Regions from separate parts of the Mus musculus genome. Here region 1 is linked to region 2. A link is a contact called in public HiChIP or PLAC-seq data. All regions are on one chromosome and are shown on one strand. Each heading gives the region's core, a stretch centred on a gene start, on an enhancer-like site or on the middle of the called end of the contact. The rest is flanking DNA. Distances are from core to core; before and after follow the strand shown. Region 1 has its middle 64 kb from the start of Gm32240. Region 2 overlaps Junos (a long non-coding RNA gene).

What was found. HiChIP or PLAC-seq counts read pairs in DNA pulled down with a chosen protein or histone mark.
Region 1: a contact with region 2 is called in a BATF HiChIP or PLAC-seq map of CD8 T cells, with 16 read pairs. The contact joins two enhancer-like sites. A contact is called at or near these places in 1 of 15 datasets of contacts at CTCF or cohesin (the NIH/3T3 cell line), 1 of 484 Hi-C or Micro-C datasets (nephron progenitors) and 3 of 115 datasets of contacts at active chromatin or transcription factors (CD8 T cells, effector CD8 T cells and memory CD8 T cells).

The regions. Positions count from the first base shown.
Region 1 is chr4:95,268,126-95,275,322 of GRCm38.p6, reverse strand. No RefSeq gene overlaps it. Among named protein-coding and RNA genes, the nearest start is that of Gm32240, 64 kb to the right of the region's middle. Within about 2 kb of position 4,707, at least 35 of the 459 cell types and tissues checked have an H3K27ac peak or open chromatin away from gene starts, as enhancers often do. A contact at or near this core is called in CD8 T cells, where this site is marked.
Region 2 is chr4:95,099,379-95,105,861 of GRCm38.p6, reverse strand. The region is part of intron 1 of Junos (a long non-coding RNA gene); the gene reads right to left. Among named protein-coding and RNA genes, the nearest start is that of Junos, 50 kb to the right of the region's middle. Within about 2 kb of position 4,976, at least 51 of the 459 cell types and tissues checked have an H3K27ac peak or open chromatin away from gene starts, as enhancers often do. A contact at or near this core is called in CD8 T cells, where this site is marked.

The DNA of each region.
Region 1 (7,197 bases), core at 3,458-5,957, 170 kb before region 2:
AATATCAAAAATAACCAACTGTGTGGTAAAGGGGTAGATTTACTTTCCCAGCACTTGATGTGACAACTGGCCCTAGTAACGACAAAAGTTCCCCCACCGACTTACCGATATTAATCTTTAGGATCTGCAGACATGTAAAGTAGATACAATTTGTCATATTCTTTTCAAACAGCTGCTCCATTGTCCATCACAGGTTACTTGCTCAGCATCACCAAGTGACTGGTTTAGATTAATGACAACCATTGTCAGACATGTACTGCTATAATGTACAAACCATTTTTAACATTCCTTATTTTTCATTGTCCTTGAAAAATGCTATGTTGAAATAATAGTAATGTCTCCAGAGATTTGCTGTATGTTTTTTGTTTTGGTTTTTTTGTTGTTTCTTTTTTGTTTGTTTATGTTTATTTTTGAGACAGTATGTATCTCTGGCTGTCCTGGCACTCACTTCAGAGACTAGACTGTCTTTAAACTCACAGAGATCTACCCACCTACCTCCTGAGTGTTAGGATTAAAGGTGAGAGCAACCATGCCCAATATGGTATGTCTACATGTGTGCATGCATGTGAACATGTTCTATTGGTGCTGTATAGTTATGCCTACATGTGTGTGTGTGGGGGGGGGGGTCGCATGTTGTATTAGTCAGGGTTCTCTAGTGGTACAGAACTGATAGAACTAATTTATATCTATATCTATATCATCTATATCTATATCATCTGTATCTATCTATATCCTCTTTCTCTTCCTTTCTCTCTCTTTCCCTGTCTCTGGACCAGCAAGTCCAGCAGTGACTATCTACCATCAAAAAAGCAAAGAATCGTATGATTGTCCCACTAATGTCTCAGTTGGTCTTAAGTCTATGTTGGAGTCTTGAAGAAGAAGGTAGCAAAGGCATACCTCAGAAACAAGATAAACTTGCCAGCAAGAGTGAGGGCAAGGAGCAAGAAACAAAAGTTTCCTTCTTCAATATCCTGGTGCTGTCACCAGGTGTGGTTCATATTTAGGGTAGGTCTTCAAACCTCACTGTTGCAGGATATTTGGTAACACCATGAAACCCAAGATTGTGTTATTTACTGAAAAAAAACTGTTTCTAGTTTTCAGCCTTTTCATACACATTTAATCCCTATGGTGGAAATATAGAGGTGACTAGTATACACCTTTAATCCCAAACAATGAAGGTAAGTTTAGTTTGTAGAAGGAAGTACCCATGTTTGAAAGTAATGTCTAATTGAGTGACAAAGTGATGAATCGGAGAAAGATTTGACAGAATGAATCAGAGATAGAATATGACCAGTTCCCATGAGAAGAGAAAGGAAAGGGAAACGACTAAAGAGAGGGCAGCGTAGAGAAAAGAAAGGAGGAAAGCAGTTTTACCAGGACAGTTTTACAGAGACAGACTGAAGAGAGGACAAGCTAGACCCACGTGAAGTCACAGTGAACCAGAGAATGAGAAAGAGCCAGATGATTAGAACATACTGCTAAAGTTAATATGAGGTCAAACAGAGCCAAAGTTTGAGACTGAGAGAGAATCCAGTTTGAATCAGTCAGCTTGGAGAAGAGTTTGAGCCAGACCTTCTGAGCCAGAGATCAATCAGAAAGAGTTAGAAAGGGTAAGTTTATACAGCAGCAAGTCTCAGAGGCTGAAAGCATTCGAGGCCTAGATCATATGGAGGATAGAAGCTTCCAGACTAGGCCTAAGTTATCAGACTGAAGCAGTAAGTCTTGGAGATGACAATTACATCAGGTGAATAAAAGTTACTTTTATACTCACATAACCTGAATTTGGGGTGGGTCTTCCAATCTCTGAAGATCCAGATTTAGGGTGAGTCTTCCACTTCAGATGACTTAATCGAAAAAAATCCCTCATAATTGTGTCCAACTGCCAGGGTTTTAGTTGATTCTAGATCTGGCCATTTTGATAAGATTAGTTATCACACATATGTATGGTACACACATAAGGGGAACACTACATTACATAATTGCATGAATTATGTCCAGAAGCCCAGAGTTGACGTCAGAAGTCTTCCTTGATTGTTTTCCACTTTATTGGTTGAGATAGGGTCTCTAGCTTTACTGAGCCTGGCAATTCCAGCTACTCAAGCTAGCCAGCTTGCCCAAGAACTGGGATTACAGGTAGCTGGCATACTTGTTTGGGTACTGGGGATTCAAACTCTAGTCCCCATGATAGTGCAGTGTCTTAGTTACATTTCTCCAATGTGATCAAACACTAATTATCTTAGCTGTGAAGAGACAATATGATCAAGGCAACTCTTATAAAGACATTTAATAGGGCTGGATTACAGGTTCAGAGATTCAGTACATTATCATCAATGCAGGGGCATGGCAGAGCCCAGGCAGGTGTGATACATGAGAATCTGAGAGTTCTACCTCTCGATCCAAAGGCAAACAGGAGAAGACTGACTTCCAGGCAGCTAGGACAAGGGTCCTAAATCCCATGTTCACAGTGATACAGTTCCTCCAACAAGGCCACATCTACTCCAACAAGGCCATACCTCCTAATAGTGCCACTCTCTGGGCAAAGTATATTCAAACCATCAGTCTGACTAAACCAATCTGAAGAAGAAAGGTTTATTTGGCTTAACTATCCCAGTCATGGTCCATCATTGAGGGCAGTCAGGGCAGAAACTCTAAAGCAAGGCCCTGGAGGCAGAAACTGAAGTAGAGCTAATAAAAGATGCTGCTCTCTGTCTTGTTCTCCACGTCTTGCTCAGCCTACTTTCATATAGACCCCAGAACCAACTACCCAGGAGTTTCCCCATAGACTTGTCTGCAGCCCAATCTGATGGAGGCAATCCCTCAACTAAATATTCCTCATTCCAGATGACTCTAGATTATGTCAAGTTTACAAATACAAAACAGCACAACCAGCCAGCACCCAGAGCAAACATATTACCCATTGAGTCATCTCTCCAGCCTGTGAAAGGGTTTCATCAAGCAGAAAGAGCTGTTGAAGTTCAAGTTGCTACCATTGTGATAGGGCCTAAATAAGAGGTTTGAGGTTAGTAAAGGAAGACACGAAGCAGATAAAGGCAGCTCTGGGAGAACTGGCTCCAAGGAGCATTGCTTTTTCAGCCAGCCATGGAATCCACTTCACTCCCTTAACTAAATAAATGGCATAAACCAAGCATGTCGTGTGTAAAATCTCCCTTTGATTTTGCCATTGCACTCCCTTGAACTGTCTTTGTGAAAGTCAGTCTCAACCACAACCTTGCCAAAAAAACTGCAGAAGTTTCCCTTGACTACTGATCCCTAAAGTATACATTTGTTTGACCTTTGGTATACAAACCTACAAATGATATTTTTAAAAATTATAAAGAAGTTCTTCATAAATAAACCCTCATGCTTTCAGCCATAGGTCTTTGAGGAAGACTTTTCTTTTGAACTCTGTATGGGCTGAGTTATCTCCACAGAGGCACTGCACACGGTGAGCCGGCTGTCCTGGAGAATCACCCACCTTTGCAATTTCCAACAATGTGAGGTGGTGAAATTCCAGAACTCAAAGACTCAGTATTTAGCAACACAAGAGTCTTTCACACCCTGTTTCCATTTACCCTAGAGATTTCACTATGGGTGTTCTTACAGATTCTTCCAAGCCTAACAAAGGATATCCTCATGACCAAGAGCAAAGAACAGATCAGTTTGGGAGTTTCAAAGCAGGGGATTGAATTCTAACTTTGTTCCTCACTAGCTGTGTGATTTCTATAAGAGGCTTACATGGTGTTGACTTAGCATCTATGTGCCTGCCTCAGTTTCTTCAAGGTGAAAATGGTCCACAAGTCATGGGGCTGTGGTAAGAAGTAAATAAAAAATAAACCAGAAGTTTCAAGCACACAGTAGTTATTCAGTAGCGGTCATCAGTACCAGACAAGTTCTCAACATATTTATCAGCTAGAAAAAGGTTGGTTCGATATGATCCAGAAGTGTATTTCCCAAACTTACAGGGACAGGGTGAGTCTGAGAAAGACAACAGTTGTGTTGTGAAGTGGAGTTGCTGGATCATGCATGGTAATCCTATTTTTTCCCCAATGCTCTTCATGCTGTTTTGTACAGAAGTCAGAACCATTTCATATTCCCTACATTAATGCACAAGAACTCCAACTTTTACCAGGACTTGTTATTCTGTCTTCTTTCATTTCCTCTTCTTTCCCCATCCTTCCTTTCCATCTTTCCTCCCTCCATCCTTCCCTCCCACCTGCCTCCTCTCCTTCCCTTTCTTCCACCTTTATTTCCTTCACCTTTCCTGGTGGTAGTTATGATGATTAATCTTCAGTGTTAATTTGAGGTGATTGGGTTTAGAATCATCTAGGAGACATCTCTAAGAATGTCCTTGAAGCTGTTTCCAGAAAGGTTTAACAGAGGAGGGAAGATCAACCCTGAATGTGGATGTTAACACCCAACAGGGTGGGGTTTCCAACTGAATCAAAAGGGGAAAGAGAGAAAGCCAGCTGAGAAAGTATCACCTCCTCCTTCCACTGACTGGTACCTGATGGGGATGCAGTGTGACCAACTGTCTCTTGTGTCTGCTGCCATACATTCCCTGCCATGAGCTTAAAAGGCCTCCCTTAAGTGGCTTTTTGTCAGGCATTGTGTTACAGCAATGAGACAAGAGCTAATACAGTGGCTACCCTGAAGGACATGCTACAGTAGTATCTTTTTGTGGTGTCTAACAGGCAATTTGGGGATTCGTACTATTATCAGATCTAAACAGGAAGTTGGTCAAGGCATGCACAGAAACTCCAGTTCCTTTCTGCCAGGAAGGGAGAGAAAAAAAATGTGAAGTGAGTTAACCTCCTATGAACATCACTTCTTTCATTCCTTGCCTCCTCCCCAAGGTGAATATAATTAACCCATTCTGGTTGAGAAGCCAAGGTTTGCAGGGTTCACTGACTTGTCTCATGGTTACAGGGCTAATATGGTTGCGACACAATAGATGAGAGATATGTTTAGACTCCTTTCTCTGCCACCATTTTTACGAGATTGTTTGTTTTAAAACTTAACTGAGCAGTAGAAATTGTTAAATAACTCTGGATACTGAGAGCAAAACAAGAAAGCTGGAAAGTAATAATATAACATCTAATGTCAGCATCTTTACTTATATAAAATGAAACTTTAACCATGCCCCTTGGAAACACACAATACAGGAGAAAATGGATATAATTGAATGTACTGGGATACAGGGAAAGCTGGCTTTTGGCTAGTGTTTAACCTACACATGTCATGTCATCCAACCCCACAGGCAGAGGCTGTGGGAAACTCCACTTTCAGAAAACACTGTAGAGATCTTGCCATGCCTAGAAGCAGAGCTGAGTGTCATAGAAGGGTTAGCCAGCCTGCCCTGCTTGTGGCAAAGTCACAGGAAGCATCAGTAAACCAACTCTTCTGTAGATTTCATGATCCCCTTCCTGTTCTCTCTTCCTCTCTCACTACTGGCTTAGGTCCCATTTTCCAGAGAAAACTGAAAATTTCTATACAACAAATGCCATCATAAACAAACAAAAGATGCAACCTGAGTGGGCAGATAGTTGCCAAAATTATCAATTAATCTAGCTCAGAAGTACACATTTGTCTGACATAGGTTTAATGCCACTGCCAAAATAAAAAACCTTGCAGTAAAACTATATAAAGATTTAGTAAAAGGATCAATTAAAAAAAAAAAAAGGAGGGAGCCATCTTGTGTCCCAGGTCCCTCAGAGACCAGTCTGCACAGGTGAGAGTGCAGACTGCAGAAGCCACACAGCTTCTGGGACAGACCCCTGGGCTCCAGACACCGGGGCACCTTCCCCACCAGGGAAGTGGCCGCCTGGAAGGGCTCTGACCACCAGAGCAGGTGAGGGAGCCATCTTGTGTCCTGGGTACCTCACAGACCAGTCTGTGCAGGTGAGTGTGCACACTGCAGAGGCAACACATCTTCTGGGACAGGCCCTGTTTCAGGCCTTCATCTTCAGTCAGGAGGCAGGTCTGAACGCCAGACCTCTGTGCACCTTCCCTGCAAGAGGAGAGCTTGCCTGCAGAGAGCACACTGACCACTGAGACTCAGGAGAGAGCTAGACTACCAAGACTGCTGACAGAGGCTAACAGAATCACAGCAGGAACAAGCTCCAGCCAGAGACAACTATAACAACTAAATCCAGAGATTACCAGAAAGGCAAACGTAAGAATCTTATTAACAGAAACCAAGACCGCTCACCATCATCAGAACCCAGCACTCCCACCTCAGCCAGTCGTGGATACCCCAACACATCCAAAAACCAAGATTCAGATTTAAAAATCCTATCTCATGATGCAGGTAGAGGACTTTAAGAAGGGTATTGATAACTCACTTAAAGAATTACAAGAGAACACTGCTAAACAGGTAGAAGCCCTTAAAGAAGAAACAAAAAAAATCCCTTAAAGAATTATAGGAAAACACAACAAAACAGGTGATGGAATTGAACAAAACTATCTAAGACCTAAAAAGGAAAGTAGAAACAATAAAGAAAACCCAAAGTGAGACAACTCTGGAGATAGAAATCCTAGGAAAGAAATCAGGAACCATAGATGCGAGCATCAGCAACAGAATACAAGAGATGGAAGAGAGAATCTCAGGTGCAGAAGATTCCATGGAGAACATGGGCACAACAATCAAAGAAAATGCAAAATGCAAAAAGATCCTAACTCAAAACATCCAGGAAATCCAGGACACAATGAGAAGACCAAACCTACGGATAATAGGAGTAGAATGAAGAATGAAGATTTTCAACGTAAAGGGCCAGCAAATATCTTCAACAAAATTATAGAAGAAAACTTCCCAAACTTAAAGAAAGAGATGCCCATGAACATACAAGAAGCCTACAGAACTTCAAATAAACTGGACCAGAAAAGAAATTCCTCCTGACACATAATAATCAGAACAACAAATGCACTAAATAAAGACAGAATATTAAAAGCAGTAAGGGGGAAAGGTCAAGTAATATGTAAAGGCAGGCCAATTAGAATTACACCAGACTTCTCATCAGAGACTATGAAAGCCAGAAAATCCTGAACAGATGTTATACAGACCCTAAGAGAACACAAATGCCAGGCCAGGCTACTATACCCAACAAAACTCTCAATTACCATAGATGGAGAAACCAAAGTATTTCATGATAAAACCAAATTCACACAATATCTTTCCATGAATTCAGCCCTTCAAAGGAT
Region 2 (6,483 bases), core at 3,727-6,226:
GAGAGAGAGAGACAGAGACAGAGACAGAGACAGAGACAGAGTCAGAGAGAGACAGAGGGAGAGAGAGAGAGAGGGGGAGAGAGAGAGAGAGAGAGAGAGAGAGAGAGAGAGAGAGAGAGAGAGAGAACGAACAAAGCCCTCTTCCTGATCCCGGCAGAAGCCAAAGGCAGGGAGTAACTCTACCATCCATCCAAATGCTGCAACTAGAAGTCTGGGCCAAGAGGGTGGTGTGTGGGAGAGGTGGGCGGCTCCTGGGCTGCCTCCCAGGGATGGGGGACAGCTCAGCATGAGTCAGTCAGTCCCCTGTACTCCAAGCATCTCTGGTAACTGCATTCATTCTGGAGAGCCCCTTCAGGAGGGAGCCTTTCTTTCCTGCAGGGGCTAAGGCACATTAGTGAAAGGGTGGTGTGTCATCAGTGTTTTGACACATACTGTGGTTGAAGCACCTGGCTACACACGACAGAGCTCTGATAGACAAGGACCAGGTCTGTACCCAAGGCTGGATGCAGCTAAGTTCCCACACTGATACAGATAAAGGCTATTATCACTTAATCAAAGCCCACCAGCTCCCACCACTATCCCACCACTATTTAGAGCTGGTTCTAAAAACCCTTCTCTGAAGACATTAAACATTATGAGCTCTCAAATGAACAGGAAACCAGGCTCGGTATTAAATAAACAATTTCTCCCCTACTTACCTCTACTTTCCCACTGCAAAATGGGGACAACATTCACATCAGTTATGGGTTTGAGAACCACAGCAAAAGTCTGAACAAGTGGTTGTAGCCACTGGTAGCTGCTGCCCTTGCTCAAGTAAATTACCTCACTTATGCTCATACAGAAATACTAATTAATTAAATGCTGTGGTCCACAGAAGAAAAAGACATAAAAGGAGGAGGGGTATTTGTTGGGAAGGAGAGGTTTGCCAGAAAGGGGTAAGGATATGAAAGAATAATATGGGGTATAATCAAGTCTATTACCTCTCTAAAGCATATATATATATATATATATATATATATATATGTATATGTATATGTACATATATATGTAAAAAGTTGTGAAACAATCTATCATGCTTTTACAAAAAATAATTTAGAATGTGGTTTGACTCTTAGCTCCGCCTCTGGTTCACTGTGCTTACTGACACTGGGCCAGGTTCTTAATAGCTCAGAGTCCTAGCTCTACTTTTAATTTGCTGTGCAAACTGGAGCCTATTTCTTGGCCTCTCTGAGCTTCAGTTTCATCCCATTATGAGAATCATTAAGCAAACTCAGTCTCCGAGTTTTATGACAACAATCACATAATAACAAAACCTGCTTCCTTATTTTTAAATCCAAGAAAATAATAAACATTTTCTCACTGCAAAGAGTAAACAACATTTAAAAGTTGTCTAATAAGCCGGCTCTGGTGACAGAGGTCTGTTATCACAGCTACTTGGGAGGGGAACATAGGAGGGTGGCATGTTTAACATGACCTTGGATTACAGAGTGAGTTCAGGGGTAACCTGGACAAACTGGCAAAAAAAAAAAAAAAAAAAAAAAAGGTTTAAAAGCGGGCTGTGGATGTAGTTCAATGGTAGAGAAGCCCTTGTTTATCATATATAAAACCCAGTATTGAAAAGAAGAGGAGGAGGAAGAAGAAGAGGAGGAGGAAGAAGAGGAGGAGGAGGAAGAGGAGGGTGAGGAAGAAGGAAAGCCTAATGCAGTAGTTCAGTCATGGATATTATTATTAATGGCCATTACACAAACCGTAACTGGTGAACTTTAAAAATAATTAGTGGTTTGACTATAATTACCATTTTCTTCAGTGCAGGATAATCTCACTTGGTCTCTGGCTGCTTTCTTATGAGATCAGGCTATGCTGGAGTTCACCCTTAGACAGTGGACACAGAGTCACAAGGGTGTTCATCCACCTTCCAAAGGTGCAGAGGTTGTATTATTGCTTCTAATGGCAGCACCACAGTCTGCCTAAAGATCCAGATTTTGAGCCGTAGGCTGTGAACGCAGTAGCTTATTGTGGCCACAGTGGTCCTTTACTGCTCACCAGAGTCTCCAGTTTACTAAGTGATAGAAAGTGGGTCCTGATTACTGGTGTCAAGGGAATCTGAAATAAAAATTCCATGATTCTCTGCTCCCCAATTGTATAGCTTTATTCAAGTTGTAGAACTCTCCTTACCGTACCTCCATCTCCTCATCTGAAAGCCATTACTAACATCAAAAAAGTAGCACTGGCTATGTCAGAAACATATACATGAAACACTCAAGACAGCTCTCATCCATAGTCACCAGTCCCCATTGTAAGCTCAACTGTCACTAACATTGCTGCCAATTGCAGTGAACACCTTCCCCCGATGGAACATGGTTGTTCCATAGTCAAAACTGGAAGCGTGTCCAGAAAGAGTTTCTATCCTCACAAAAGAAGATAACATGGAGGAAGTACGTGTTTCCAACACCCATGTGCTGTGTTCTTCCTACAGAAGAACAACCAAGGTTCCTTCCTGAGGGATCCCTAATGTGCAAAACTAGCATACAGGGGAAGACCAAGACTAAGGTCAGTCCATAGACTTTAAATTCTGCCACAAGGCTCTCAGGAGAGTATAGTTTGAAGATGGCCTCTTGAACAAGGAGCTGAGAGCCCTTAGTCTGGGCTCACAGAGCTTGGTGAAATGGGCATTCATCTTCTCTATAGATGTGGGCGGTATGTGCCAGCATCCCTCGTATCAGAGTGGAGATGTGAGATGGGTGGAAAGGCTAAGTGATGGGGTGGAGTGAGGAGTCCTGATGGAAAGAAGAACCTCAAAGGTGTTCCAAGTAGAGGCCAGAACTAAGCAGACGTGGCTCATGCCTGAACTCTGAGAACATGTGGGTCAGGGGTGGGGGTGGGGGGTGAGGCAAGAAGGTCAAGAATTTGGGGTCACTCTGGGATACATAGAATTCAACCCTGCCTTATGGGAAACAAGATCTCGTTCTTAAAGCCACTGAAGATGCTTATCCAAGGGGATGGTACAATCAACTCTCCACATTTTATTTATGCTGTTTTCCACTTTGATTCCAGACATGGTGAATGTTTTGTTGTGTAGATTGTTGTTTGTTTGTTTAAAAACAAAACAAAACAGAAAACTAATGTCTTATTTTGTAGCCAAGGCTAGCCTAGAACCCAGTAGGTAGACCAGGCGGCTCAAACTCACAGCTGCATCTGCCTCCCAGATGCTGGGACTACAGGCAGGTGCTCCCATGTCTGACTCCTCTGATATGTTTGATCAGTTATGTTTGTGAAAGTCTTTGTCATCCAAGAGCTTCACCTATCCCAGAAAACTTGATGACAATGGTAATTAAAATGATAATCTCATCATACTTATATATATATATATATATATTGAACTCTACTAACTATGTCTTAGCTTTTCTTTAGTAAGTGAGCAGATATAAGTGGTTGAATAGTCATTTCCTTTGCTTGGCTTGCCAACCAATGCCATCAGCTCCTGCACAGTAGGAGTTCTGACTGTGCCCATTTTATAGATGGAAAAGCTTGGATCAGAGAAGAAAAGGACTTTCTATAGCATCAGGGACAGTTGCCACTACTGCAGCATACAGGAGTGGTTGGTTCACTGTTAGCTTCATGAACCAACAGAACTGGCATCAACTTAGCCTTGAAGACAGTGTGCTCTGGGTCCCCTTTACTACTGGGCTTGCCCCTCAATTTTTGGGGGTGGTCTACTGAGCACTCACAGTGCCCACACTGTGCTGCCTGCTTCATCTCATAGTCCTCATGAGAAAATCTGAGTCATAAATACTGTGTTCAGGCCTCTATGATGACAAGAAACCAGAGCCTGAAGAGCAAGCCATGTGGTCATATTTCCCTTGTTAGTAAGAAGGAACTGGGACTGAGACCCAGGGCTTCTGAGGCTCAAGCCTTACAATTGCAGGGTTGTGAGCAGCCACATACATCTCAGACGGCATCCATGAACATGGGATATCCCGAAGTGACATTCCATGAGGTCAGAGCATGGAGGAAAGGGACTTTTAGAGGAAACAGTCTGCATCCAAGTCAACAGCATCAGTGTGCATCGTAGACAATCATTGACTGTCGAGGTATCTAAGCAGACAGCGTCTTCCTCTCAAGATGTACACACTGACAAGCCAGAGATCCTCCCGGGACCTTAGTGTTCTTACCGTAAAAAGAAAGAACCAAAAGGAATAACTTCTCAAATTGCTTCAAACCCAAATTGGCCATGACTCATCTAGAGTATTGGTAAGTGCTTTTCGTCTTTTAAGTCTAGGCAGAGATTTTCTATTAGACCTTGGTATGTATTGTTATTACAAGATTTGCCTAAGCCCACATTATCAGTCTCTTATTTCTTCCCAGGGGAATCTCAAGAGGTTTCTAAATTGATGGCCAGTGATTATATATAACAACAAACAGTGAGAGTAACTGTTCTTCTACTCTGCCTTCAAAAGAAGCAAACAAATGACAAACAAACACAAACCTGATCTAATCACAGCTCTGACTTTTTGAGGAGAGGCTCAGAGACCTGGATCAGCCCCATTTTCTCACCTGGCTTCCTGTAGGGCCTTGGCTTTGGAGTTGAGGGTGTTCTGCTTCTGGACAGTTGGGCCATGGAATCACAGATACAGAGAATCCATCTTGGACCTCAGTTTCCTCCTCTGTGAGTGAGGCTTCTCAGAGTGCTTGCTCTGCCTAAGTCAGAGCACTGTTCTGCAGATAAAAACAGCTGATGTCTGAAGAAGCCATGTCACATTCAAATGGAGATAAAGATGGTCATATTGTTTTGTTTATCAAGGTTCTATAGTGAGATAGCACATGAGAGAGAGGGGGGGGAGAGAGAGAGAGAGAGAGAGAGAGAGAGAGAGAGAGAGAGAGAAGTTATAAGGAATCAGCACATGTGACATTACCACAGACTCAGGAAAGTCCCAGGATTTACAAGATGAGTCAGCAGTTGAAAACTTGGAAGAGTCTGTGATTTAGTTCTGATCCATATCTGAATTCCAAAATACAGAAGAGTGGATATTGTGGTTCCAGTCCAGGGCTGGCTGGCCCAAGATCCCAGGAAGTGTCATTGATACACTATGAATGGGAACATAAAAACCAAACAAAGCCCCCAAAGGCTGATCATCCTATTCAAAGCTAGAATTTTTTTTCCTCCCTCCCTTTTCTGTCCAGGTCATCTCTTCAACTGACTGGAGAAGTGTTAGCCACATTAGAGAGGATAAGCTGCTTGACTAAGTCTGCCAAATAACCCACGGCTCTCATCTAGAAATACTAACTTAGAAACACTCAAAAAAGAAAAAGAAAAAAAGCTCTGAAGTTCAGTCAAATTGACACATAACTGTAACAATGTAACACTTACAAAGGTTAAACCACAAACGTATTAGAAAAATCAAACTTTTTGCCTACTCTCTACAGTGCCCTCCATATCTAGAATTAAAAACCCAGCACACAGTAGGACCTCAGAGCACGCTGAATAAATAAGGTGGAAGAAATGGAGAAGGAAGACAAAAATTTTAAGCCAGAGGAAGAAAACACACTATGCACCACTATGCGAGGCACACTTTCTTCAGTTATTCAGTCAATAATTGCATATTGAACTCTTAAGTAGTAAGGATTTGAAGCCACTCTATACCTTTGTAAGCATTTTTTGCTCACTCCTTACAACGTGCAATTAGTCACATCTTGTTTGTTCTGTTATTCTTGACCCTTGTGACGAGTTGAATGGGGCCAAAAAGGCTTGTCAGCAGGAAATGTGTGACAGTCACTGTATCTGGAGAGTCACTGTATCTGGAGAGGGTTTTTGGAAGATAGAGGTAAATATCTCAAAAGGAGATGGTCCTGGATCCTGGTGGGGTCTAAATCCAATGTCAAATGTTCTTATATGGATGGGCAGTGAAGAAGGCACTAGGAAGACAGAGCTAGATAACAGTGATGCTCTGTGAGTACTTGAAGGCTGAGGCCAAAGATCCAGGAACCATGGAAGATGAAAGAGAGGCAAGAATCAAACCTTTCCTCAGAGCCTCCAGTAGGAAATAAGCCACACAGACAAGTCACCAGCAGACTCACCTCCAGGTGTGCCATTTTAAGCTAGCCAACTGTGCACTCGTGAGAGTAATCAGAAAAGTAGTGTGCCCCCGCCCCTCGCCCCAACCCCGACCCTGAAATATAGACACAAGTGCATTCCAGGAAATCCTTCAGAGCTACCACTTAAAGGTGCAGGGTCAAAGCAAAACTATGACAAGTATTGGTAAAGAGCTAAAAATGCATCACTACCCAGATCTCATCTGGCCAGTGACCGAAAGGCTCCTGAGTGGAAGGCAGGACCTAAGGCTCTCTGCTCTTCTACTCTTAACAGCACATAGTCCTTAGACGAATATCACAACAGTAAAGGCTGCTGCTGCTTCCTCCTGTGAGCAAGAGCAGGCAAAGGCAATCGTCTCCCAGCTTACAAAATGGACAGGGACTTCTTCTCCA